7 separate regions of the Mus musculus genome follow, and regions 1, 2, 3, 5, 6 and 7 are each linked to region 4. The links are chromatin contacts, called in public ChIA-PET, HiChIP or PLAC-seq and promoter capture Hi-C maps. All regions are on one chromosome and are shown on one strand. The core of a region is the stretch at or near the end of the contact, and the rest is flanking DNA. Distances in the headings are between cores, read along the strand shown. Region 1 holds the start of Ggnbp1 (gametogenetin binding protein 1). Region 2 holds the start of Itpr3 (inositol 1,4,5-triphosphate receptor 3). Region 3 has its middle 17 kb from the start of Bak1. Region 4 holds the start of Atp6v0e (ATPase, H+ transporting, lysosomal V0 subunit E). Region 5 has its middle 47 kb from the start of Neurl1b. Region 6 holds the start of Uqcc2 (ubiquinol-cytochrome c reductase complex assembly factor 2). Region 7 overlaps Itpr3 (inositol 1,4,5-triphosphate receptor 3).

What was found. Promoter capture Hi-C pulls out the DNA fragments that hold promoters and counts their contacts. ChIA-PET counts read pairs in DNA pulled down with a chosen protein or histone mark. HiChIP or PLAC-seq counts read pairs in DNA pulled down with a chosen protein or histone mark. Capture Hi-C pulls out chosen DNA fragments and counts their contacts.
Region 1: a contact with region 4 is called in a promoter capture Hi-C map of pre-B cells, with 4 times the contacts expected there. The contact joins the promoter of Ggnbp1 here to the promoter of Atp6v0e in region 4. A contact is called at or near these places in 6 of 39 promoter capture datasets (the SN4741 cell line, hematopoietic stem and progenitor cells, hippocampal neurons and 3 more), 2 of 484 Hi-C or Micro-C datasets (the N1E-115 cell line and regulatory T cells), 6 of 115 datasets of contacts at active chromatin or transcription factors (the 230-238 cell line, T-cell acute lymphoblastic leukemia, embryonic stem cells and 2 more) and 1 of 9 other capture datasets (macrophages).
Region 2: a contact with region 4 is called in an H3K4me3 HiChIP or PLAC-seq map of pro-B cells, with 5 times the contacts expected there. The contact joins the promoter of Itpr3 here to the promoter of Atp6v0e in region 4. A contact is called at or near these places in 1 of 484 Hi-C or Micro-C datasets (B cells) and 4 of 115 datasets of contacts at active chromatin or transcription factors (embryonic stem cells, large pre-B cells, pancreatic cancer cells and 1 more).
Region 3: a contact with region 4 is called in an RNA polymerase II ChIA-PET map of memory CD8 T cells, with 10 read pairs. The contact joins the enhancer-like site here to the promoter of Atp6v0e in region 4. A contact is called at or near these places in 3 of 39 promoter capture datasets (the 3T3-L1 cell line, the C10 cell line and liver), 3 of 484 Hi-C or Micro-C datasets (the N1E-115 cell line, erythroblasts and regulatory T cells), 8 of 115 datasets of contacts at active chromatin or transcription factors (the 230-238 cell line, the SCID.adh cell line, T-cell acute lymphoblastic leukemia and 4 more) and 1 of 9 other capture datasets (macrophages).
Region 5: a FOXA1 HiChIP or PLAC-seq map of pancreatic cancer cells shows a contact between it and region 4. The contact joins the enhancer-like site here to the promoter of Atp6v0e in region 4. A contact is called at or near these places in 3 of 115 datasets of contacts at active chromatin or transcription factors (bone marrow-derived macrophages, double positive thymocytes and pancreatic cancer cells).
Region 6: a contact with region 4 is called in a promoter capture Hi-C map of pancreatic islet. The contact joins the promoter of Uqcc2 here to the promoter of Atp6v0e in region 4. A contact is called at or near these places in 6 of 39 promoter capture datasets (the 3T3-L1 cell line, the C10 cell line, the SN4741 cell line and 3 more), 2 of 484 Hi-C or Micro-C datasets (the N1E-115 cell line and double positive thymocytes), 3 of 115 datasets of contacts at active chromatin or transcription factors (large pre-B cells, pancreatic cancer cells and pro-B cells) and 1 of 9 other capture datasets (pancreatic islet).
Region 7: an H3K4me3 HiChIP or PLAC-seq map of bone marrow-derived macrophages shows a contact between it and region 4, with 3 times the contacts expected there. The contact joins the enhancer-like site here to the promoter of Atp6v0e in region 4. A contact is called at or near these places in 1 of 39 promoter capture datasets (pre-B cells), 2 of 484 Hi-C or Micro-C datasets (B cells and myocytes) and 2 of 115 datasets of contacts at active chromatin or transcription factors (bone marrow-derived macrophages and pancreatic cancer cells).

Annotation. Positions count from the first base shown.
Region 1 is chr17:27,027,797-27,031,209 of GRCm38.p6, forward strand. It overlaps Ggnbp1 (gametogenetin binding protein 1), which reads left to right and starts at 1,463. Exons shown (of 6, transcript NM_027544.2): 1 at 1,463-2,150; 2 at 2,880-3,004. The coding sequence starts at 1,663. It overlaps Bak1 (BCL2-antagonist/killer 1), which reads right to left and starts at 831. Exons shown (of 6, transcript NM_007523.3): 1 at 615-831.
Region 2 is chr17:27,055,625-27,059,010 of GRCm38.p6, forward strand. It overlaps Itpr3 (inositol 1,4,5-triphosphate receptor 3), which reads left to right and starts at 1,680. Exons shown (of 58, transcript NM_080553.3): 1 at 1,680-2,050. The coding sequence starts at 1,962.
Region 3 is chr17:27,010,337-27,013,850 of GRCm38.p6, forward strand. No RefSeq gene overlaps it. Among named protein-coding and RNA genes, the nearest start is that of Bak1, 17 kb to the right of the region's middle. Within about 2 kb of position 1,780, at least 126 of the 459 cell types and tissues checked have an H3K27ac peak or open chromatin away from gene starts, as enhancers often do. A contact at or near this core is called in the 230-238 cell line, the SCID.adh cell line, T-cell acute lymphoblastic leukemia and 5 more, where this site is marked.
Region 4 is chr17:26,674,522-26,678,154 of GRCm38.p6, forward strand. It overlaps Atp6v0e (ATPase, H+ transporting, lysosomal V0 subunit E), which reads left to right and starts at 1,875. Exons shown (of 4, transcript NM_025272.2): 1 at 1,875-2,057. The coding sequence starts at 1,954.
Region 5 is chr17:26,366,246-26,369,943 of GRCm38.p6, forward strand. No RefSeq gene overlaps it. Among named protein-coding and RNA genes, the nearest start is that of Neurl1b, 47 kb to the right of the region's middle. Within about 2 kb of position 2,041, at least 68 of the 459 cell types and tissues checked have an H3K27ac peak or open chromatin away from gene starts, as enhancers often do. A contact at or near this core is called in pancreatic cancer cells, where this site is marked.
Region 6 is chr17:27,132,197-27,135,387 of GRCm38.p6, forward strand. It overlaps Uqcc2 (ubiquinol-cytochrome c reductase complex assembly factor 2), which reads right to left and starts at 1,695. Exons shown (of 4, transcript NM_026063.2): 1 at 1,544-1,695. The coding sequence starts at 1,681.
Region 7 is chr17:27,073,047-27,076,490 of GRCm38.p6, forward strand. Itpr3 (inositol 1,4,5-triphosphate receptor 3) reads left to right here. Exons shown (of 58, transcript NM_080553.3): 2 at 52-122. Among named protein-coding and RNA genes, the nearest start is that of Mir7677, 16 kb to the right of the region's middle. Within about 2 kb of position 1,400, at least 76 of the 459 cell types and tissues checked have an H3K27ac peak or open chromatin away from gene starts, as enhancers often do. A contact at or near this core is called in B cells and bone marrow-derived macrophages, where this site is marked.

The sequences.
Region 1 (3,413 bases), core at 213-2,712, 350 kb after region 4:
GGCTCCTTCCGGGATAGGGTGCTCTTCCTGGTACCTTGTAATCCCAGGCCAGCAGGGCCAGGGGACGCTGACTTCATCCACATCTCTCTCTCTCAAAATAATAATAGTAATAATAACACCACCCTGGAGGCTTACTGTTAGAGAGCAGGAAGAGTCTCAGAAAAGCCCTCCACAGCCAGTGCTGCCCTGGCCCACCTGGCCCCCATCCAAGTCGCCTTGACTTCCCATTATGTCCACTGGCTGGGCCCAGGATGCATGTTCCTCACAACCGACCACTAGGCTGTACCTAGAATCATTCTGGGGGAGGACTGTCCGTGTCCTGGTACAGCAGGGAGTATCAACCGTATAATTTCTGTCTCTGTTCATGACCTTGACCCTCCCCTCCTTCCACATAAAAGTCCAGGGCCACCAGAACCGGGCAGGAAGGGGCGCTTCTGATGTATAGCCAGAGGCCCTGTGTGAACCATGCCTGCAGCTTCCCTTTCAGAACCTCCCAGGGAAGCCACATCAAGGCCTCCCTCCTCACCGGGTTGCCGATGGAGGTTTCTGCCCCACCCTGGGCCAGAATTGCCCAGGATTAGGACGGTGGGATTTGGCACTGGCTGCCCGTGTACCTGAATGACTCTGCTCCAGATGTGGGATGGCTCAGCCGTGCAAAGACGAAGACCCCGAAGGGCTTGCTGGCTGCTTCCAGGGGCCAAGGTTTCAGGCCTGACTGGCAGGAACTGGTATCAGTGGATTCATGGTGCTGGATGCCGCCTCGGGTTGCCTCTTGGCCCAGGAAACCTCGCGACTTTGTGACCATAGAGGAGGTCCCAGCTCCCGGCAATGACCAGCTCCCTCTAGAGGAAGTTCTCGGTGGCCGCCGGATGCAGGCGCTCAGGGAGGCTGCTGCTTAGGGGAAGGTCCTCGGCCGGGCTTGGAAGCAGCTACAGCCTCCCCTGCCTGCCCTGTCCCAGCCAAGGGGAAAAGCGTTCTGTTTTCTGCCTTTCCTGTCTCTGATTCCCGGGCCTCCTCTTCCATCTTCTCCCTCTAGTGAAAAGCAAACCACAGACAACAACAAAAACCAGGATGAGCTGACCTGCAGTCCCAGCGTTCAAGAGGCTGAAGCAGGAGGATCATGAAATAGAGGCCAGCCTGTGCTACTAACACCCTAAAAGAGAGGAGGAGGAGGGGGAAGGGGAGGAAGAAGAGGAGGAGGAGGGGCAGCTCAGAATTTGTGCTGTCCTAGATCCCTGCAGCCTGGCAGCTGCAGGGACTGATCTCAAACCCAGAGTAAACAGGAGTTTATGGATAGACAGGAGCATATGATGTCCTGTTCTCAGCGTGTGCACCCTCCTCCCCCCCCCCCCCGGCCGCCCTATCTGCCTTCAGCCAGGCTTCCACAGCCTGTGGGTGCTGTTGTGTTATGTCTCACCATCCCTCAATCTCCAGCCTTCCTCTGAGACCTGCTGAGCTGGACCCTGGCTAGCTCCCTCTACCCCTCTACCCGCTTTCCTTCCAGTAGACCCCCCCCCACCAGCCTCCAGTTATAGCCTCCCCCCACCCCCACCTCCTCTTTGCCTTCTAGAACTTCTGGAAGTTTCCAACTGGAGGTTTCTGCTAGCAGTTGGTCCTGGGCTGGCTGCCATGGCTTCTCCCTGAGTCGGGGTCCCACTCAGGATGGCAGCCCCGGCGCGGACCCCTCGGTCACGGATCTTAGGCTGCTCCTCCATGCTGCGCTTTCTCCGAAACCTGGTGGGGAGTAAGGGCGGTTCTAAGAGCACTAACAAGCCCCTGACCAGGAGCCAGCCCAGCTCCTCATGGGAGCAAGATGTTGTCTCCCCAATGATGGGCCACCAGGGAGGTCGTGGGAGGAAGGAGCCCCGGGCCAAGGTCCACTCTGCAGCTTCCTCTAATGGGAAGAGGGAGCCCCCGCCCAGGGTTCTCTCTGCAGCTCCCTCCAACCCGAGGCATGATGCCTTTGAGCTGGGCACTGGGGACTCAGGGTCCCAGACCCTCACCTCCAAGGATGTCCCGAAGCTAAGGGCCCAGGGTGTTGAGGTAACATCAGTTCCTCTCAGAGGAACCTGGGAGGTTCTGGAGCAGCTACCTGAGAAGAAAGGAGAGGAGGAGGAGCCAGTAGGGGAGGTCTCCGGGGCCTCAGACAGGTGAGGGGCTGGTGCTGCTGGTGCTAGGGCTGGTGGGGTAGCCTGATCTAGCTAGAACAGAAGGAGGATGCAGGCATGAGGGCCATGACTAGAAGCCCACAGCTGTAATGGGCTGGGGTAAGGGGTCCTGAATAGTGAAAGCCATGAGGGACAGTTAAGGGTCCCAAGGGAGGGAGGGTCAGCAAACAGGGCTGTGTGAGGAGTGGCTGGGAACTGAGGTGTGGCTTCAGAGTGGAGTACCGCCTGCCTAGCACGGTCCAGGCCTGGGTTTAGTCCCCAGCACAACAAAACACATTGGTGGCACACATCTTTCATCCCAGCACTCAGGAGGCAGAGGCAGGCAGATCTCTGCATTTGAGGCCAGCCTGGTCTACAGCTAGGGCCACACCGAGGGGTATCTTGTCTTGAAAAAACAAAGAACAACCAAAGAAAATATCCTAGAGGCTAGGAAGGGTGCACTAGAGTCTGGACAGAAGTACGCTGAAGTAGGCTCTGCTCCAGCCTGTACCCCTACTTTCCTGCCTGGCTTTCTCTCCCACTGGTCTTAGCAGCAGTTCCCTGTCTGGAAGGTGCCTAGCTCCCCACATCCTATGTCCCCCAGAGGTGGTAGGGAAACCCCTCTGTTAGCTATCCCAGGGAACAGAGCAGGTCCGTGGAGAGACTCAAGGTAGAGTCAGGCCACATTTGTGGGTGTCCCCTGACCCCACCTGACTGTGGCTTTGGGTTTAGGGAGCATTTTGGCCAGGCCCTGGAGACAGAACAAGGATGCTTACAGTGGGTTCCGGGACCACTGGCGCTCACCCCTGGGGCCTTCATCAAGGAGGAAGAGGATGAACACTGCCCAATTGAGTTTGGTAAGGATGCAGGTGGGAGGGGCAGAGGGGAGGGGAGCAGAAATGGATGCCTCTCCTCTAAGACTTCTGGGGGTGGGGGTGGGGCAGGAGCCCAGCAGGGCATGAGGCAGAATCTGAGGTTGGAACCCCACTTGCTCCACGCCGTGTCATGTGACAGAGGAGCATTGCTGGGTATCTCTGCCTACTCTCCTCACCCATAAAATGGACATGGGCAACAAGGGCCTCTGAGGCATCTAAAGATCAGTGAGGTATCAAGGGCTAGATGAAGGCTGAGCACACAGTAGGGCCTGGTACACAGTAGGCACCGTGCTGCGACTCATTCTAATCCCAGCACTTAAAGGGGCCCAAGAGAACTGAGTTCAAGCCTAGCCCAGCTTCTTCAAGGTGCTGTGCTGCAGGATATTTGATC
Region 2 (3,386 bases), core at 430-2,929, 380 kb after region 4:
TCAAATCCCTGCTCTCTGGAAGAGAAGCCAGTGCTCTTAACTGCTGAGCCACCTCTTCAGGCCCTTTTTTTAAAAGATTTATTTATTTATTATATGTAAGTACACTGTAGCTGTCTTCAGACACTCCAGAAGAGGGCGTCAGATCTTGTTACAGATGGTTGTGAGCCACCATGTGGTTGCTGGGATTTGAACTCCGGACCTTTGGAAGAGCAGTCGGGTGCTCTTACCCACTGAGCCATCTCACCAGCCCCTGTTTTGATTTTTTAAATTAATTAATTAATTTTTATTTTATGTGCATTGATGTTTTACCTGCATGTATATCTGTGTGAGACCATCAGACCTCCTGGAACTGGAGTTACAGACAGTTGTGAGTTGCCATGTGGGTGGTGGGAATTGAACTTGGATCCTCTGGAAGTGTAGGCAATGCTCTTAACCACTCAGCCATCTCTCCAGCCCATTCTTACATTTATTTGAGGCAGACTCTCACGTGCCCTAGGTAAACCTCGAACTTACTATGCGACCTTTAACTCCCAGTCCTCCTGCCTCTACTTCCCCATTAAAGGCTTGGCTAACCACTACCACCAGTTCTAAGGGTCTTGGTAAAAATCCCCTGCACTCAAGAACTCTCGGTGCAGGTCAGCAGCTGTCTCACGGCTGGCGGCTGTCTCCACCCCTCCTGGGTCTCTTCCTGCTTCTGTCTCCAGTCCCCTCCTCCTTTTCTCCCAGGGACAAACGCCCCCATCCCCGCCCCTCAGGAAATAAGGGGGGCTGGGTGGGAGGGAGCAAACGTGACCAAAGGGGGTGGTGGTGGCGCATTCTTATCTCAGGAGTTCAAACCAAAGCTCTAGGAGGAAGCAAACGCCCAGCCTCCGTGGCGCAGAACAGAAAGTAGTCAACTTGGCGATGAGTTTGAGGGCTGAACTTTGTGAGCAAGGGCCCGCTACGAGAACTTGTTTCAGTGGGCGCTGGGGTGCACTATTAACTAGAGGAGGTAATGCTCTCCCCCTCCCAGTATTATTTATTTATTTTAAAGCAAAGACAGAAGGAGCCAAGAGAAACTGGAGCCAATTCCTCCTGGAGAGGGAGCGGCTGAACTGATTCGGAAGTTGGATCTCTTTGTACACAGGAATGTGGGGAGAAAGAGAGTGAGAGAGAGAAACCCCAACAAGGACAATTAAAAAACAAAAAACAAAAAAAAACCCAAACCCACCCCATTGCTTCATTTCCCCTCCAAGTCAAAGCACTTTCTATTGTGCAATGAAAAGACTTTTCATGTTGAGAGAAATGAATCCTGATTTGCAACGCTAAGGGCTTGAGCGCGCATCCAGGCGCAAGACGGTTCTCAGCTGGGCGCGGTTGCCGCAGGGTGACCGTGGCCAAGTTCCCGGTGTGCTCAGCCACGCGTGGGCCGCAGGCTAGGCGAGCTGGGGATCTCCGAGGGTGGAGAGCCCCGAAGTGCAGCGCGGTGCTGGTGGACAAGCCGTCTAGAGAACGCCCTAGAGCCTGGGGGTCGTCCGGTGGCAAGCTGGGCGCTTTAGGGGGTGCAGGCGTGCACGCGCGCGGTGTAGAAGAGGCCGAGCCTGGGGCGCGGGTGCACGTGGGAGCCGCGGCGGGGGCGGGGTGGGGTGTGGCCTCCCCGCCTCCCAGGCGGGATTTGCATGTGTGTGGCGGCCCCAGACTTCCTGCTCCTTCCAGGCTGCAGGTACGCGCGGGCCCGGCCGGGCTGGAGGGCTGCGAGCGCGCAGAGACGCAGGCACCTCCTCACCCGGACCCGGGTCGCGCCGCGCCTCCTCGCTCTCTGGTGGCAGTCAGCCTACTCCTGCCGTCCCGATCGTCCGGGTCGCCGGGCTGCGAGGTGGCACTGCGCCCCTCTCCGCCCAGCGCGCCTCAGTCCTCTGCACCGAGCCTGGCAGCTCGCTTCAGGGCGACCTCGTCGCCTCGAGCCCCGGAGGGCCGAAGCCATGAATGAAATGTCCAGCTTTCTTCACATCGGGGACATTGTGTCCCTGTACGCCGAGGGCTCTGTCAATGGCTTCATCAGCACTTTGGGGTGAGTGAGCCTAGGGCAAAGAGAGGGGCATCGGGACCACGGTACCAGCTGCTTGTTTGCCAATGTTCAGTCCCCTGAGCCCTTGATAGAGGCTTGCTTGGACAGCCCAGTCTCCAGAAGCGAAGGGACGCTGGCACCCCTCTCTTAGAGAAAGGAAGTGCGTTGTTTGCTCAGGTAGTAGTCGGGTGCCCTGGGGAGTTCTAGAAGGCGTCAGCGCCCACGAAGCCCGCCACTTCTGGCACACTCTTTTTCTTAACTCATGGCTGAGGGGTTCGGACTTCCTCTGCAAGTGGTCCTCGGGTTATGCAGGTGGCTGGGGCCTGAGTTGGAGAGGGCCTGGGTGTTCTTGTTTGGGATTCGGGGTGGGGTGCTAGGGTTGGCTCAGCCTGAAGCCTGGCACTCACCTCTATAGCCCCATCTTGAATCGGTTTATTTAATTATTTAATTAATCATTTAATTTATTTATTTGGAGAGGTAGCATCTTTTCACTCTCCTTGTGCCCCATCTCCTCTTCAGAGTGTTTTCTTTACCCTCCCTGTCCAGGCAGTCCAGGTCTTGGCCAGCTGGCCCCCCTCTCACCGCCACCCCCTCCTTGTCAATTTCCTGTGTAGCTACTCTGGCGCCCCTGGGTCCCTGGTCCCAGGTTCTCTAGAGCACTTTACAAACATTAATTAATTCTGGCTGTCACCCCCCGGGGTCTGGGCTGGATAAGCAGGGAATTGATTCCATCCCATGCTGGTGCCAGGCCGGTAGCTGGGAGAGGTTAGAATCCCAGTATCTTTTTGGATAGACCCTGAGCACCTCGTTGCTGCAGGGATGGAGGAAGCGCACAAGCCCGGATCTGGTCTTTCTGTCCCATTTTCGGGCAGGTGGGGTGGTAGTGGCTAATGTTCTGGTATCTCACGTTGTCAGCACCATCCAGCTGCTGGCAGGGTGACTCCTCTCTGGGGGCTTTGGAAGTGTGTCAGGAATTCTTTCAAAGTTAGCCCTGCAGGTGGGAGGCTCCTGGCTCCCTTGCTCTCTCCTCTTGGTGGTTGAAATTCAATGTGCTGTAGGGAGGAGAAACCTCCAGGGCCTCTCTGCCTGAGGAGGCTGAGATGGGAGTTCCAGCATCCCTCTCTTCTCCAAGCATCCTCCAGGCTCTCCTACACACCTCCCGGGTCAGATGGAAATTTCTACACACACATCTCCCCATCAGATTTCTCTTCTGAAGTTGCCCAGAGTTGAGGCGTGGAGCCTCGTCTGGGCCAGCATCTTTGCAGGCCTGGCTCAGAGCCCTGCCAGGCAGGGCCCTTCTTGGGGAGCTACAGGGGAACTGCGCAGTCAGCACTAAACA
Region 3 (3,514 bases), core at 530-3,029, 340 kb after region 4:
GGGGAGGGTGAAACTGGGGGATAAAGGATGGGAAGAAGGACACTTTTACCCTCTTTGGACACCCCGTGGCCACACACACAAGGTGCCTCTTTCTGTGATGGCTCATCCCATTCTTCCTCTAGGTCGGCTCAGATGCTCAAGTTTGACGAGTATGTGTGTGTGAGTATGTGTGTGTACGCTCAAGTGCCATCGTGATTAGAGGACCACTTATGGGGGTCAGCTGTCTCTTAATAAGGATTCTGGGGCTTGGAGGCAAATATCTTTCCCCACGAATCACCCCATGCTCTTCCTTGTTTTTTACATGTTTAGGCGGGCATGGCTTTGGCTGTCCTGGAATTCTCTGTGTAGACCAGGCTGGCCTTAAACTCACAGAGAGCCCCCTGCCTCAGTTATCTGGATGCTGGGATCACAGGAGTGTGTGACTTTGTGGCACAGCACACCAGCATCAGTTCTGATGGTGCAGGTGAGGGCTGGAGCAGGGAGCAGGAGGGGGTCCTTGCATTATAGAATCGTAGGCTACTGGGAGCCATGACGGGACTGTAGCTCTGTTGGTGGAGCAGCTACTTGTAGTGCACAAAGCCTGGATCTGGTTTTCAGGATTCGGTAAGACTCAGCAAGATGGCACCCAAAGAGGGCGCTGACAGTGTTCCACCTCAGCAACTGGGCTTGGTGCCGCATGCCTTTAATCCCGGCACTCGGGAGGCAGTGGCAAGCAGATTTCTGAGTTTCACAGGGTTTCTCTGTGTAGCCCTGGCTGTCCTGGAACTCACTCTGTAGACCAGGCTGGCCTCGAACTCAGAAATCTGCCTGCCTCTGCCTCCCAAGTGCTGGGATTAAAGGTGTGCGCCCCCACGCCTGGCTGGGGGTTTTTTGTTTGTTTGTTTGTTTTTGTTTTTGTTTTTTCGGCCCAGCACACTTACAGACAGTCCCTCAGATGCTGACGTCTGGCCTTAGGACCAATCAGGAACGTCTGAGTTCTCCAGTCCAGCGTGCTTCCTCGTGGGGGAACAATGTGAGACAACTTGCAGGATGATTTTACTTACTTGCCAGATAGACTTCCCATAAATTGGCATGCTGGTTAATTTTAACAGCTTGGAAGTTACATAAACGGCCAACAATAGAGAATCGGTTAAGAATAAAATTCATTATAGTTCCTAAGTATAATGTAAAACTACGTAAAGAACACTAAAAAAAAAAAAGTGTTCTTGTTGGGTGTGGTGCCTATGATCTAGGTGCTCAGGTAAGAGGTAGATAGGATGGAAGAGTTCAAGGCTAGCCTGAGCTACATAATGTGACCAGGACAAGCTGGCCTATAGAGTGAGACCTTGGAGAGAGAGAGAGAGAGGGAGAGAGAGAGAGAGCACCAGGCATGGTAGTGCACACCTTTAATCCCAACGCTTGTGATGCAGAGGCAGGTGAATCTCTGAGAATTTGAGGCCAGCCTTGGCTACAGGGCAAGTTTCAGGAGAGCCAGGGCCACAGAGAAAGAGCTTGTATCTAAAAGCCAAAATAACAAGATAAAAGTGAAAGGGTAGATATTGCCAAAAGAGAAGGTCCCAAAAGGAAGATGGTTTCCCTTTGGAGACATCACAGTGCCTTAGTATAGACTCGGAACTGTCACCAAACACCCAAAAGAAGCAAACTGGGAAAGCTAAATTCTGGATCGGGGTTCGAGAGATGCAGCCCACCCTGGCAGTGGGATGGCCTCACCACCACAGCAGGTGCCACGTGAAGCAGCAGGTCATATCAGGAAGTAGGGATCTAGGGCAGGAAGTAGAGCCTGCCTGCCCATCACCCTGAAGCCCCACCCACACCCAGGGTGGCCAGCTAGACCTCTCTTTCCTCCACAGTTTGAAACAGCGCCACCTGACAGAAATAGGGACTTCTGGTGGAGACTTTAAGAACATGCAGGCACAATAAGTGGTGGTTGTAGTGGGGGTGGGGGGTGGGAGATTTACAGCTCAAGACATAAGGACGGGGCAGCAAAACAGGAAGGAAGGAGCCGTGCTTCTCATCCACGTGCGGATGTGTGTGTGTGTTTGTGTGTGTGTGTGTGTGTGTGTGTGTGTGTGTGTGTGTGTGTGTTTCTGATGGGGTCTCCTGTCACCAGGGTGCCTCCAACTCATGCGTAGCTAAGGATAGCCTTGAATTACTGATCCTTTGATGAGTTGGTTGCTGTGGCTTACCACAGAAACCCTGGTTACAGTAGAGAGGAGCTGATGTGAGCAGTGAGCATTATTAGGAAAGACCCCACGACCTTGGGCAGCTCTGACTGGTGTTAGAGTTGGGGCGCTGCGTTATCAACAGCGCGCTATTGTATTTTTAAAGCTTATTTTGTTTTTAATTATGTGCGCATGTGGGCGCAGACACCCTCAGAGGTCAGAAGAGGGAGTCAGAGCCCCTGGAGCTGGGGGTACAAGGCAGCTGTGACCCCCCTAATGTGCATGCAGGGAACTGAAGTCAGGACCTTCACAATCGCTCTTAACTGCAGCCGATTCTCCACACTCACAATGGAGTCTTGAAGGGACAGAGAGCCTTTAATTCTGAAAGATGAAAGGGGTTTCCGACCCATAAGGTTCCGAGTAAGAGGAGGCGATCTCACATCACGTGATTTAGCCCAGCCTAGCCCACGGGCCAGGAGTCACAAGGCAAGAGAACAGTAGACAAAAGTCAAGTTATAATTCGAGGTTGTCCTCAGTGTAAGTGTCAGGGAGGCTGGGCTTGTTCACAGCTGCAAGTGGGAGGGAGATGACTGAGCTCCGGGAAAGCTGTGAGCCCATTTATCAACCCTGTCCCAGCAGAGGCTGCTGGAGGGGAGGGCCTGATTTCTGAGAGAGAGAAAGGCAGTGAGGAAATCTCTTATCCAACACAGAGACTACATGCAGGCACCACCTTCATGCTCAGAATGTTCTATTTTTGAGACAGCATTGAATGCTGTAGTCCAGGCTGGGCTGGGATTCACAATCCTGCCTCAGTCTCTCAAATAACAGGCTAGCATCCTTCCTTCCTTCCTTCCTTCCTTCCTTCCTTCCTTCCTTCCTTCCTTCCTTCCTCCCTCCCTCCCTCCCTCCCTCCCTTCTTCCCTTCCTTTCATCCTTTCTGTTTATGAGACAGGGTCTCACTATGTGGTGTTGGCTTGGCTGGCCTAGGGCTCACTATGTATATGTAGACCAGCCTGGCCTTGAACTCAGAGATTTGCCTGCATTTGGCTTCTGAGTGTTGGGATTAAAGTCATGCACCACCATGTCCAGCTTTCTTTCTTTTTAAAGATGTATTTATATCTGTGGGTATCTGCAGGTGTGTGACCATGCCTGAGCAGGCCAGAAGTGTGTTAGATCCCCTGGAGCTGTAGTTACAGGTAGTTGGGAACCCAACTTAGGTGCTCTGCAGGGTCAAGTGCTGTCAGCCATCTCTCCTGCTCCTGGTGGGCACCGGGAATGCACAGGCCTTTGCCCTCTTCCCGGGCCTTACTGTGTCACTGAGCATCCTCCTCTTTGTCCTCCTCCTCCTCCTC
Region 4 (3,633 bases), core at 625-3,124:
ACATTTGTTCCTGTATACCCAGGAAAAGTCACATAATAACTATATTCTGATTATTTGTACCTCTTACCAGTAAATTCAAATTATACTCTCTCCTAGGAATTGGTTTGTACCAACATATTCCAATATAAATGTGCTTTGTGAGTTGCTACATAGGCATCCAAATTCCATGAATTTTGTTTGTTAGTTAGTTTGGTTGGTTGGTTTTGGAGACAAGGTTTCTCTGTATAGTCCTGGTTGACTAAAAATCTCTCTGTAAACCAGGCTAGCCTTGAATCCACAGAGATTCACCTGCCTCTGCCTTCTGAGTGTTGCTTTTAAAGGTGTGTACCACCATCACCTGACATAAATTACATGACTATTTTAAAGAAACAAATTATTTCAGATTACTAATGGTGAGCTGAGTGACTATCAAGACATGACCAATAGATGGACCTCCACTTCAAATTGAGTTCTGAGTCTAGTTTGGCCTGTTCCTAACTGCATGGTTCTGCCAGCCTTCACCTTCTAAATTCTGGGATTAAAAGTATGCGGCCACTACAGCTGGCTCAGTTAAAGTCTGAAAATCATTTGCAAAGATGGTACAGCTGCTGAAGGGTCCAATTAATTCAGGAATCCATTCTACTTGATGAAGAAATCAGGAGAGGTGGCTACTACGGGGAAATGGATCCACAGCCAGCACACTGGATTCAGCTGCCAGATCTCCCTTTTCATCTTGCTCTGTCTGCAAGCTTCTGCAAAACCAACCTCAGCTCAGCATGGTGCTTCACTGGCAATCCCAGCATTTGGGAGCTGTTGTGTTCCTCATAGCAAGTCCCTGGCCCCAAGGGAAAAAAAAACCTCCAAGAATTGCTCCCCTCCTCTGTGTCTCAGGAAGTTCATGGTGCAATGAGCCTACAATTCTGGCGAGCCACAATGATATTTCTGGCTAATTCCTATTCTTGTTTGTTTGTTTGTTTGTTTCGAGACAGGGTTTCCCTGTGTAGCCCTGGCTGTCCTGGTACTCACTCTGTAGAGCAGGCTGGCTTCGAACTCAGAAATCTGCCTGCCTCTGCCTCCTGAGTGCTGGGATTAAAGGCGTGTTCCACGATGCCCGGTGATAATTCCTATTCTTTTTTTTTTTAAGATTTATTTATTTATTATATGTAAGTACACTGTAGCTGTCTTCAGACACACCAGAAGAGGGAATCAGATCTTGTTACAGATGGTTGTGAGCCACCATGTGGTTGCTGGGATTTGAACTAAGGACCTTTGGAAGAGCAGTCGGGTGCTCTTACCTGCTGAGCCATCTCACCAGCCCCGATAATTCCTATTCTTATTGAAACTGTTGTGACAACTGGCGGGAATGCAAAGTAGGGCCTGGTCATCCTCAGCTGTCCATCTTCTCTGGAGATGTGACCTCTCTCAGATGGCTGTCAGATTTACTTCTGTAACTCAGACCCTGGCACTCTGTACAAGACACACAGCAGCACCAACGATTAAGAGCCTTACAACCGTGAAGTTACTTACAATGCGACTGTGATTCTTCACTTGCAGCAGAGATGGCGATTGTGAGTAGTTCATGGGCTATGGAAGAATGCAAAGCAGGAGCCTAGCATACAAGACTCTAGAACAGTAGTCCACTATTGTAGGTTTTACTTATTTATGTCTGCGCGTAAAATATAGATAAAACTGTAAATGACACATCACCAAAATGGGCCTAAGTTCTTTCCAGAAAACTCTGCTGGTCCCCTCCCCGGTGGCTGGAGGTTCATCTCAGTCAAGCCCCATGGAACCACAGCCTTGAGACTAGCCAGGTAAGGGCGGGGCTCTAGTCTAAGGGGCGGAGTCCGACGGTCGAGTCACGCCGCGCGCAAAGGGCGGGGCTTTAGCGCGCCGATCACGTGAGCCTCTGTTGACACTTCCGGGTGGGACGAGAGCGAGGCTCCGGACCGATTCGGCTGCTGGGGCGCAGGCATGGCATACCACGGCCTTACTGTGCCTTTGATCGTGATGAGCGTGTTCTGGGGCTTCGTGGGCCTCCTCGTGCCCTGGTTTATCCCCAAGGGTCCTAACCGGGGGTAAGTGCGCCAGGTCCAAGGTGGTGGGAGCGGAGGACCCCGGTGGGAGGATCACGGAGAGAAGGATCGTACGTGGAGGACTACGGCGGGAGGATGAGGCGGGGTGGACCACAGAGGGGAGGACCGCATGCGCTCCTCAGAGCCTGTCAACGTCCCCGGCTGGAGGGTGAGGTCACCTTTGGCGGCCCCTCCCGGAAGTGAATTTTAGGGAGTGCTTTTTGTCTTGATGGACTAAAAGTGTGCACTTCGACTGAAGAGAAATTAGGGCGCCTCCCAAGCCACTGTCGCTGCTTTGGTTCTGTCTTTGATGCACGGGAGGCTTTTTGCCTAAACCTCAAAGAAAGGGATCTGAGAACAGAAATCTCCCTCTCGCCCCCTTGCTGTCGCAGTTTCGGACTCAGACAAGCTTGATGCAGAGCGTTAAGTTCAGCCTTTGCAGCTAGTGGGCCCAACCCAAGCCAGGGTGAGCCTGATCTAAACGAGGTTAAATCACCCAGAGCTGAAGGCATTGTGTAGAAACCTCTGCGTCATACCTTCCAGGGCGCTCCTGCCCTTACTTGTAAACAGTATTTACAGTGGTTGGCCAAGATTTTCATTCCCCCATCTAAGGTTTGCAGAATACCGTTTTCTCTGTTTGGAGATAAACTTCTGTATTGCAGTGTAAAAACAAACCTTTTCAGAGGAGCCTAGGGCACCCTCTTTCTAGTTCCTCTTTTGAATTAAGTAATTTTTTCCCTCTCACTCAAGATCATGTGGAGGTGACACTTGATCTTAAGTAGTAGTGTGTCAGAAACGTCTCTTGCTTTAATGGTTAGACACTGAATGGTGGGTACATAGTGTTTAGCTCCACAACACTTTGTAGAGTAGACAATGTTTACTGAGTGGGCCATTTTGATTAGAGAAAGTTTTACTGTGGGTTTCTTTGTTTTGGGGGGGCTTTGGGGGGTTTGTTTGTTTGTTTGGGGGGGGGGTCAAGATAAGGTTTCTCTGTGTAGCCCTGGCCATCCTGGAACTCACTGTGTAGACCAGGCTAGCTCAAACTCAGAAATCCACCTGCCTCTGCCTCCCAAGTGCTGGGATTAAAGGTGTGCGCCACCACGCCCAGCTGAAGTTTTACTGTTTTGTGATATTGGCTTCTATTACTGTCTGGAATACACTGACTTTTAACAGTGTTTTTTCTATTAGCCTAAGAAAGCACTTTTAAAGATGTATGTATTATTTTATGTATATAAGTGTATAGCTGCATGTATGTAAGGGCATCATGCGTGCAATGTCCACAGAGGCATTTGGATCCCTTGGAATTGGAGTTACAGATGGTCATTAGCTGTCACGTGGGTGCTGGGACTTGAATCTAGGTCTTCTGGAAGAGCAAGTGTACTTAACCAAAGAGCCATCTCTCCAGGTCGCAATTAAATGGCTTTTGAAAGGGAAATGATAGGTGAATATCTGTCCTTTGCAAGCATCAGGGAGGCTCCACTTCTCAGTAACAGTCCTACAGCGTCATCTGCGGTTTACAGCAGCTGATGTGGTATCTGGGCTCTGCAGTTATCAAAGTAATTTGTAGTAACTGAGTACT
Region 5 (3,698 bases), core at 791-3,290, 310 kb before region 4:
GAAGCCATATTCAGTCTCTGCTTCTCACAAAAAGCAAAGCAAAGAATAACTGTTGAGCAGCTTGTAGTCTTCAGCCTCAGTGTCCCTGTGTGTCAAGGGCTGCTTATGCTTGAGAGCCTGGTAAGGTGGGATTGCCTTGTCCTTTCCTGGAAGATAAAGGAGATGCCACATGCAGGCTGCAGTATTGTGGACATATTCCCAGGAGCCTGTGGCAGGGCCAGGCGGTTCCTGCTTCTCTAGGGCTCACATTTAGAGCCACATATCCTGGAAGTCGAGGAGATGCCTTTGAGACAGGAAGCCTTTCATTAAGCCACACAGTCAGGTAGCATGCTGTTCAGGAGATCATGGGCATCTCATCCATCCATCATGCAAACAAGTGAGTGGAGGCAGACACTGTGTCAGCAGGGCTTGGGAATCACACAGAACTGGGGTCCTATTTGAGGACCATGGCTTGTCATGGCTGGGATTTGTAGGGAGGGCTCTCAGCCTGAACCTCTGTTCCTGTGTCTGTGGAGGAATAGATGATGTTTGTGGGCTTAGGGGACAGTTCGAAAGCTGGCCATCCACTCAGTAAGGGAGGCTCTTCCCCCTCTAGGCCAGCTTTGCCTGGGGTCTGCAGTGCGATCTATATGGTCTGTTTCCCAGGGGTACGTGACTGCTTGCCAAGGAGCACAGAGTGCAAAGAGCCTGTCCAGGCTTGGGCTCAAACTCCCCTCCCCCTTCTTCTTCTTCTTCTTTTTTTTTTTTTTTTTGCCCTCCTCTGGCAAAGAATATAGTAAGAGCTCGTATGAGGTGCTTGGCTGGGCCAAAGGAAGTCAACTTATGTCAACTGGCTGCAGCTAACTGCAGGTCCATGGGCTCCCTGAGGAGAACTTTTCTCAGAGACCCCATGCTTCTCTATACTGTCAGCATGGCCTGGGACAGGGGCATGAGGGTCAGGGTGGATGTGTAGGGTCAAGCTTGCTCTGCCTTCCCAGAATCCAACAGGCTCTGCCAAGCCAGAGGTAAGATGACACACAGAAGCCAGAGATGAAGCGCCAGGACCTCCAAGCCCTGTGAACCCTGTTTGAGGTTGCTTCTTCTTCCCAGCACGAGACCTCCTGTGTGACAGGAACACAGAAGCCAGAAGGGCTGGCTGGTGACTTTGCCCAAGAGCAGTGCCTTCAGGAGTGTTGGGAGTTTTATTTGATGCTTAAGGGAGACAGTGAATGTCAGCTCAGAGTGACACCTGTCCACATACAGCAGCACAGCTGGGAGGCGTGCCTCTGTGGCTGGGGTTGGGTTGATGACCATCTGGAGGAGAAAGCCCTTGACTAAGCCTCAGAGGAGTACAAAGCATGGAGATGCTCCCACACAGTGTCACCATCCTGGGTCCCATTAGGGTGTGCATTTTCAGAGACCAGAGACGCTGAGCAAGCTGCTCCAGGACACACAGCCCCAGCTATCTGCACTGCCATACTGTGTGTCCCACAGGGCCTCCTAGAGAGCTGCTTCAGAAGCACACTGGCTTGCTGGTGAGGGGCAGGAGACCACATGAGAGTAACCTTTGTAGGTTGGGAACACCTTCACTCCTCAACCGAAAGCCGCCTTCTTCTTTTTTTAAATCACAGATCCACATACTACAGGCTCACTTCCAGACCCCACAGTCCAGGAGACAGCGTGTGCCACCTTTCCCTCTGTGGCTGGAAGTCTCCACAATGTTTCTGCCTCCTCAGGGCCCCGAGGACCAATGGTTCCATGAGACTAGAACACTACAGCTTAGACTGGGGCTCCAGGCTACTAGCTCTCCTCAAAAAAAGAGAGAGAGAGAGAGAGAGAGAGAGAAAGAGAGAGAGAGAGAGAGAGGGAGAGAGGGAGAGAGAGAGAGAAAGAGAGAGAGAGAGAGAGAGAACAGAGAGAACCTTGGAGAATCTGCTCAAGGTAGGGGTTCAGGAGCGGGGAGACAGATGGAAGGAGATCATGCTCCAGGCCTGTAATGTAAGGATAACAAAGTCCTTCAGTGTGGACAGGGGCACTCTGCTGCTTATGTGACAGAGACTCCAGGGACTTTCTGCAGCTGAGACTGGAGACCAAGGGGACGTAGCCCTGACTTGATGGCTCTGACTGGACTGTGGGGAGGTGGAGCTCTGGAGAGGTGGGGGGCAGGAGGCTGAGCACAGCGCCTAGCTGGAGGCAGCTTGGCATCTGGTCTGATCCAGCTGTTGATTTTGGCTCCATATTCAAGACTCCTGAGCCCTAATTACTCACTGTCTTGGGAGCCTGGCAGGGAGCCTGAAAAGGGAGAAGCTGGGCTGGTTCACATCTGATAAGGAGACAGAGGCAGCAGAGCGGGACCCAGAGGCCTGGCTGAAGGAGCTGAGTCTTCTGCCTGTTGTTGGTTTGACTGAGATAGAATCTGCATACAATAAAATTCACAGTTTGGATAAAACCACCCATAAACCCGTAACCCGTTAAACCACACCACAATCAAGATGCAAACCATTTCCAGTAAAGTTTGCTCCTGCCTGGATCTGCTGGCGCCCGCCCACCTGCCCTCCAGCTTAGCAGTCCTTCCCACACACTGCTTCTCGCTTGGAACTTTAATGAATGGGCTGGATAGCTAGATGGGACCGGCTTCTCTGGCAGATGGTGGTCACAAGACCTAGGAGAGACATCTGTGTTGTTCCTAAGTCCGTTCCTTTTCATGGTTGAATTGTATTCCATTTGTATAGACGTGATACCTCTAATTAATCCCATTCATTTATCAATAACATTTTCGGCTGCTTAGGTAAACATGGTTTTTCCCTTCGCTGGTAGATAGCAGGGGATAGTGTTACTGGGGTTAGTGGTAAACACATGCTTAGTGGCGTAAACCAGAGCAGGCATGCCAGTTTTCTCTCTCTGCAATGCTGAGTGTGGTGGTAGTTACCACATCCTCAGGGCCCTGATCTTTACACAACAGGATCTCACTGTGGGTTCAATGCATGCTTCTCTGGTAATTAAAATTGCTGAACACCTTTTAATAGGTTGGTGCCTTTTATATGATTTTGAACTCAAGATTCGCGAGTCCTGAATGAGGTACCCAGCCTTTCCTAGAGGAGATTGTGGACACTCCTGCAGACAGCTCGGGGCCTGGCTCTTGGATGACATGGGTGAACTGCGTAGGACATTCGCTTAATAGGAACACAGAAGCATCTTGTAGAATGTTCTAGAAGCCCGTGTATACACAGCAAGCCCCTCACAGACCTTTCTTCAGGACACTTCAGACAGGTTCCCACGGGAAATGTGTCTCACACACTGGGGTGACTCTTCTCCCTTCCAGGCACCAGAACACCAAGGCCTTTCCGTGCAACCCTGTGAGGGTGATCCTTGTCCCTGTCATGGCTTAGAGCCACACTGTGAGGACAGCCATCTCTAGTGAGCCAGCTTCCCTGATGGATTAAGGGTGGCTGTACCACATTTTGCCAGTAGTGTGGCCCAGTGAAGAGGCTTGACTTGGTATCTTGTCTGATCTGTGCTTCTCATGGCAGGTTCCAAGGAGTGGACCCACCAAGCATCTGTATCACTCATCCATTGCTACAGCGATGCTATGTAATGAGTCTTAAAAAGCCCAAAACACCAATCTCTCACTTGTCACCAGGCAACTGATATTGGGGTGGTTTACTGATCTGGTCCAGCTCAAGTGTTGATTTACTTGTTTAATTATGGGGTTGAGGTTG
Region 6 (3,191 bases), core at 445-2,944, 460 kb after region 4:
ACTCCTGAGGCAGGCTGGTTTAGCTGGTTCCTGCTTTGGCAGGTCGTGGTCCATCTCACGGGTCATCCATCTGGCCACCTACCTGTGCTGGGCATCACACTCCTCACCTCTGACCTCTTACCTAAGCCCTGTGCTCAAATAACCTCCTGCCTACTTGACATTCCACTTGGGAGTTTAAAGCCTCCAACGTCAAATGTGCGATGCACTTCCCACACCCCACCTGCTCCATCTAAGTCTTTCCCGTTTCAGCAACCAGCTGCTCAAGCCAAAAAAAGAAAAGGGGAAATCTGGGAGCTGTCCTTGGTTCCTCTCCTTCACCCCACATCCAGGACACCCGCGCTGCTGATGTGACCCGCACATTATGGTCTGCTTTCTGTTACTTCTGTCTCCTGTGCCACTACCATTATCCAAACCACCACCGGCATCTCTCTCTTCCGGTGCTACCACGGCAGGCTCTCTGCAGCTCCTTGTTCCCCAATGCCAGAGCACCAGAGGAACCTTTGAAAATCAGGGCACGTCAGTCCCCTGACTAAATGTCCCCGGTGGCTTCTCCCTTGCTTCCTGGTAAGATCTGACCCCTAGTGCAGGTGGCTGGGCAGTTAAAAAGAACCTAGGTTTGATTCCTAGTACCCACATGGTGGCTCACAACCACTTCTAACTTCAGTTCCAGGGGATCCAATGCCCTCCTCTGGCCCCAGTGGGCACTGCATTAACAGGGTACAGAGACATATCTGTTGGTAAAAAAAAAAAAAAAAAAATCTGTATTGTGCCTGGCTCCTGCCTTCCTTCAGCTTCAAATCTTAGCTGTAGACATGCCACTCACTACCCGTAGGCTTGCTTTCTTTTCTGTAATATGTCAGTTTGGTTTCCTCTGAAGTGCCTGGCCACCCTTCCCGAAGTGCAGTCAGTGTTCACTGTCTCCCTGCCTCGAGACCGACCTATGTGTAACTTCCTCAGGCAAGCCTCAGGAACCCGACTAATGTTACATTTACCACGATCAGAGTACTCATTGGAACTGTCTTATGAGTCTATTTGTTCCTCGTGTCCTGAATAAGAATCCAAAGGCAAAAGGAGAAAGACCTCATCTAATTCACTGCGATTTCCCTGGAAACTAACCTAGTTCTATGCATGCACATGGCCGTGCTTGGTAAGGTAACCTAAACCTGAGTGGGGCGAGAAGGTCTACTACTCACACAAGGGACCTGTGTGGGAGACTCAGTTTCACAGTGACGGAAGGCAGTGAGGCTTAGCTGGAGGTGTCTGGGGATAGGCTGGGCTCGCAGACACATTAACGATGGTAAGGAAGAAACAACCCCGCCTTACAATTTGACTCTTTAGTGGCATCTGGACCTCAGGGCCGCTTCACTGACTACTACACTGTGCAGACAAGGAAGGAAACTGCGCAGAAGGCGTCGCACTCCGCAGCTAACTGCAAGATGGGTACCTCGCGCACGTGCAGCCTGGCAGCGGCCGACGCATGCGCAGATCCCCCACCCTTGCCGCCCATCGCTTCGACGTGCCCACCCTCCTCCCCTCCGGTCACCTGGGTGTTCTCTCCCTCCCGGAAGGCCTGCGCTACCCGCTGCCGCAGGTAAGCGCCCAAGTCCCGGCCCCGTTTGGTCTCGTCCACTGGCCATTCCTCACAGAGCTTAAGGAAACGCCGGTAGCGGAGAGCGGCCATCTTGGGCCCCGCTTGCCCCGCCCCTGGGGGGGAGTAGTCAAGACCGCAGAGGGCGCGTGCGCACTAAGGCGCACTGGCCTTCCCCGTGGACATGCGCAGTTCTACCAACGGCCCACACCCCTCCAGGCAGCGGCGCTGCTCACCTTTGAGAGCGAGGTCTGAGCTCTTCAGCTTCTTGGTTCTGGTACTCGCCCAGCTCCCAGGGGCAAAGCTAACGCGGTGTACCCTGGGGAAAGCTTTGCTCTTCGTTTTCAATGACTTCACAAGCTCGAGACTGAAAAAGCTTCCCCCGAGACCTCTGCTGTTTTGCATAAACGAAACATTTGCATGTAAATACAGGTTGTTATTGGATGGATATGTGTTTGATCTTAACGTCCGTCGTGTACACATACACACACACACACACACACACCGTCCGTCGTGTACACACACACACACACACACACACACACACACACACACACACACACACACACACAGCTGCCCCACTCACACTCATCACCCTGTACTTATCTCTACCACATGGACCTCTGATAGAGTTCTTTAGCTACATCTCCAGCCTCCCGGTCACATTGCTCACCACATGGAGCGGTTTCTTATGAAGAACCAAAAACATTGTTGCAGCCTGGAAATCTTTAAAACAATTTTTTTATAGTGTGTTTTCTTTATTCTAATATGTATGAGTGTTTACCTGCACCATGTACATGTGTCAGTTCTGGGGACCGAACCTGATTCTCTGTAAGAGCAATAAATGCTCTTAATAACTAATTTCTCTAGCTCTAAGAATGAGTGTTTTTATTATGGCAAAATTTAACATAATATATATATCACATGGGTATCATATGTGTGTGTGTGTGTGTGTGTGTGTGTGTGTGATTTTTCTTTTGAGAAAGAAGGTTTCTCTGTGCAGCCCCAGGTGTCCTGGAACTCACTCTGTAAATTAGTGCTCAATGAATGAATGAATGAACAAAGCCACATTCCAAACTAGGTCTGTCAGACCCTAATGTCTCTCAACATTCACAACCTAGGGAGCAATTCCTGGGGTGGGGGTGGGGCAGCTCACGGGACTGTCTGTCTGGCCAGCCCTTGCAGTGTAGCCGGTAGAGGAAGGGAGACCACAGAAGGAGGCAGTGGGCACGAACTTTCCCTGGCACCCTGGCACCTTTCTCAACCTCTTACCACACTTGTACCTCAGGTGGAAGGGAGAACCATTTGCTGCCATCAAGTTACTCCCCCTACAGCCCAAGACAGGGCAAGGGGTCTCGCCACCCCTGACTCCCAAGTTGGCTGTGGCCAGGCGAGTGCTCTTTAAAGCCATACCTGGGTGGGCCCTTGTGGCTTCCAGCCCACCCGGGGCCCTCAATGCCTGGAAGTAGGGAGTAAATGAACCTCAGGAAAGCCACCCAGCTTCATGGCTAACACAGCTAAGGTGAGGCTGTGTTGGGGCTTGGAACATAATGGGGTGATCAGGGAAATTTTCTAGGGGCATGCCTACCAAGCGCCTCACCTT
Region 7 (3,444 bases), core at 150-2,649, 400 kb after region 4:
AAGGGACATGAGTTTCTTCCCTCCCTCTAACCCGGCTGCTCTATCTCCTAGGCTGGTGGATGACCGTTGTGTGGTGGAACCTGCAGCTGGGGACCTGGACAACCCCCCCAAGAAGTTCCGAGGTAAGACCTCCACTCCAGCTGTGAGCATCCCTCCCGGGCCACAGGGTCCTAGTACCAGGTCTGTTGACACCAGTCTGCCTGAGACCATCCTCTGTGATCCGTGTCGACCCCAACTGCATTGACTCAGTGTGGTACATTTCTGCTTTTCCATCCAAGACCACACCCCCTTTCCTGGCACACCCACTTCTGGCCAGGGGCCCAATCTTTCCCGAATTCCCTGCCACTCACCCTTACAAGTCTACAGGGTTTTCTTTGTCTGTCTGTCTGTCTGTCTGTCTGTCTCTCTCTCTCTCTCTCTCTCTCTCTCAAAGGGAATAAAGAAGCTGGGAAAGACAATTGCTTAGGCCTCAGAGGCTCAAAGGAGAACTCTTTCCTGTGCCTCAGTTTCCCCATGTGTGAGGTGAAGGGACTGGACTTTTAGCCCTGGCTGTCCTGGAGCTCACTTTGTAGACCAGGCTGGCCTCGAACTCAGAAATCCGCCTGCCTCTGCCTCCCGAGTGCTGGGATTAAAGGTGTTCGCCAACTCTGAATATCCACCTGCCTCTGGCGGTGTGTGTGTGTGTGTGTGTGTGTGTGTGTGTGTGTGTGTGTGTGTGTCTCCTCCTGGGTAAAACCCCAGGGCCCAAGCATGGCTTCATTCTGTGGCCTGGTCAAGTGTTGTCCCTCAAGGGGCCTCCTATCCTCCATGGTAGAAGGCAACACAGCCCTGGCAGTGGCAGGGTTGGACACAGGGATCACCTGGTTGTTCTTGGGCCAAGCAGTGGATTACCTAAAGGGCTGAGGCTGCCATGCGCCAGACAGCTGGTGCCTGGGCGTGGTGCGAGCAGGCAGGAACACGCCAGTGTGACGCCACCGGGTCTGCAGAGCAGTTGCTCTTCTGGCCAGGGGTGGACTCCATCCTTTGGCTGCTTGCTCCTGGAGACCCTGGCCTGCAGAGGGCCCCGAGGCAGTTCTTCCCCCACGCATGTGTCTATCACTGCACTGCTGTGTCAGGGCTTTGTCTAAGTCGATGTCCTGGGTTGAAGTGTGCCTCAGCAGCTGTGTGGGAGTGAGCCTTGAGCCCTCCCCCCTACCCCCACCAGCCTTCCTCTGCCCCGACTACAGTCATACCTGGTTCTACATTGTCCACTCTCCCTCCGGCTACACCAGCCTCCTCCACTTAGTGACGAGCCAGCCCTCACCCCCTCACTTGCTGTCTGTCCCCTCTGCCCTGCTTGCCCCCACCTCTCACTATGCTCAGCTTCCTCCTGGCTCAAGGTCCCTGGCTCTGGTGTGGCTTTCTCTGACTTCTGTTCCTCTTCTGTTTAGTTTTCTGCATCAGTTGAGCCCAGCATGCTCTGTGTTCTGTGTAACTCACTTCTCCTTCTCTCTCAAAGCCCATTTCTCTCAGGCTTTTAGCTGGGTGAGTTCAGATTTAACTGCGAAGCCGAGATGGTTCTGAACTTCTGATGCATCCCGGTGCTGACATTTTTTTACCGTGTATGGGCGTCACTGCAGGTCACAGGGCACGTGTGGAGGTCTGGGGATGACTTTCAGGGAATCTTTCTCTTCTGGTCTGGGGATTGAACTCCAGCCAGGCTTGTAAGTTAAGCTCTGTCGCCCGCTGAGCTACCCAGCCTCTGGTGTTCTGGTTTGTCATTTGTGTCCCTTACTAGAACATTGGCTCTGCAGGGACAGGATTTTAGTCTGGCTTTTTGTGTTTCTGGTTTTATTGGCAATTTCAGTCTCCTAGCTCTTTGGGCAAGTGGGGAAAGGAAGGGAGGGAGGGAGGAAGAAGAAAAGAGAGAGGAATGTGGGAGAGAGCAGAAAAAAATGAAGGTCCCCTGGGGCCCCTGGCTGCTGCCAGCACAGGGAAGGACTGTGCACAGAGGTGTGTACCGTCATCGGCCTATGGAGTGACAGGAAGGTGACAGAGAAGTGGGTGCGGTAGGGGAAGATACGCCCTTGGCTTCCAGCAGACAATCTGGGGCCAGCTTTTGACAACAAGAAGGCCACTTAGAAGAACAAACACCCCCTTGCCTGGTTTCTTTCCCACACCTCCATCTCTGTCACTTCCCAGGGCTTGGGAACAGGGACTCCTGAGATCCTCCTGGCGTCCCTGGCTTGGCCTGTACAGCCGAGCATGGCAGGGACCCAGGCTCCACTTGGTCCTGCTGAGCCCGAAGGATTCTGGTCTTGGACAGGGTCTGTTCTCCGCAGCTCCCAGAGGGCAGGTGCAAGTCTCGGCATTAGAACTCAGGACCAGACTCAGGGCTCCAACCTGAGACTGAAACACCTCACTTGCCTGAGGCCTGCCATTTGTGGTTTTAGCACCGCTGTGGGATGTGTGTGTGTGTGTGGGGGGGTGTCGAGGCAGACATTTAGAAGTTGTCAGGTGGTTATCAGACTGTTCAGGGAGCCCCGGGTGTTCTGCCCTCCCGTCTTGGGGTGAGACCTGTCACCGCAGAGGACTCTTGTTGCCCACAGCTCATTGTTCACTGTGCCCTTTGAGCTCCCACCCAGGTCCCTGCTGACTTCTAGGTTCTTCAGTGGGACCGGTAAAGCCCCGTCTGCTTTGGCTCCTCGTGTGTTCTTTCAGCTCCAGCCACCGCTTGCATCACCCCAAGCCTCAGCTTGTCCAGGGAATTCTTTCCAGTCTTGGCAAGGGATGCCCAGGCTGCTGGTGCTAGAGGTGCCGTCTACCAGCTCAGCCCCCTGGTGCCCACTCTGTGCTACGGGTGTTGATCCACGTGGTACCTCCCTTCCTTAGCCCATTCCCCTTTTCCTCCCGTGAGGGAGGGGGCACCGGTGGGGGAGGGCTCGGCAGCCTTGCATTAGGGGACGTTCAGGAAGCTCAGAGCGCACTCCTTCAGGCACAGACACCTGGACTCAGTGGGTTGAGGTCATCTTATGGCTCAGACCAGTGAGAGGAGGAGCATGAGGTTGCCTTCCTCTGCTTCCATAGAGGGGTGCTCTTCCTCCAGCATTTACCCCTGCTCTTCCAGAGTGCTCCCCAAGCTCTGGTGGAGGAGCTCTGTGGTAGAGCTCTTGCCTAGTTTGCAGGGAGCTGTGTCACAAAAACAAACAAAAACATACTTTGGAGCCAGGTGAGGTGACTCATGTCTGTAATCCTGGTGGTCAGGTAGTTAAGATCAGTGGACCATGGGCTCTACACGCTTTTAATCCCAGCACTGAAGGCAGAGGTAGGCGGAGCTCCGGATTTCCTGGTCTACATAGCAAGTTCTAGACCAGCCAGAGCTGCACAGTGAGACCGAGTCTGAAAAACCAAACCCAACCAAAAACCAAAAAGGAGAGGGATCAAGGAAGACACCGGAAATTAGCT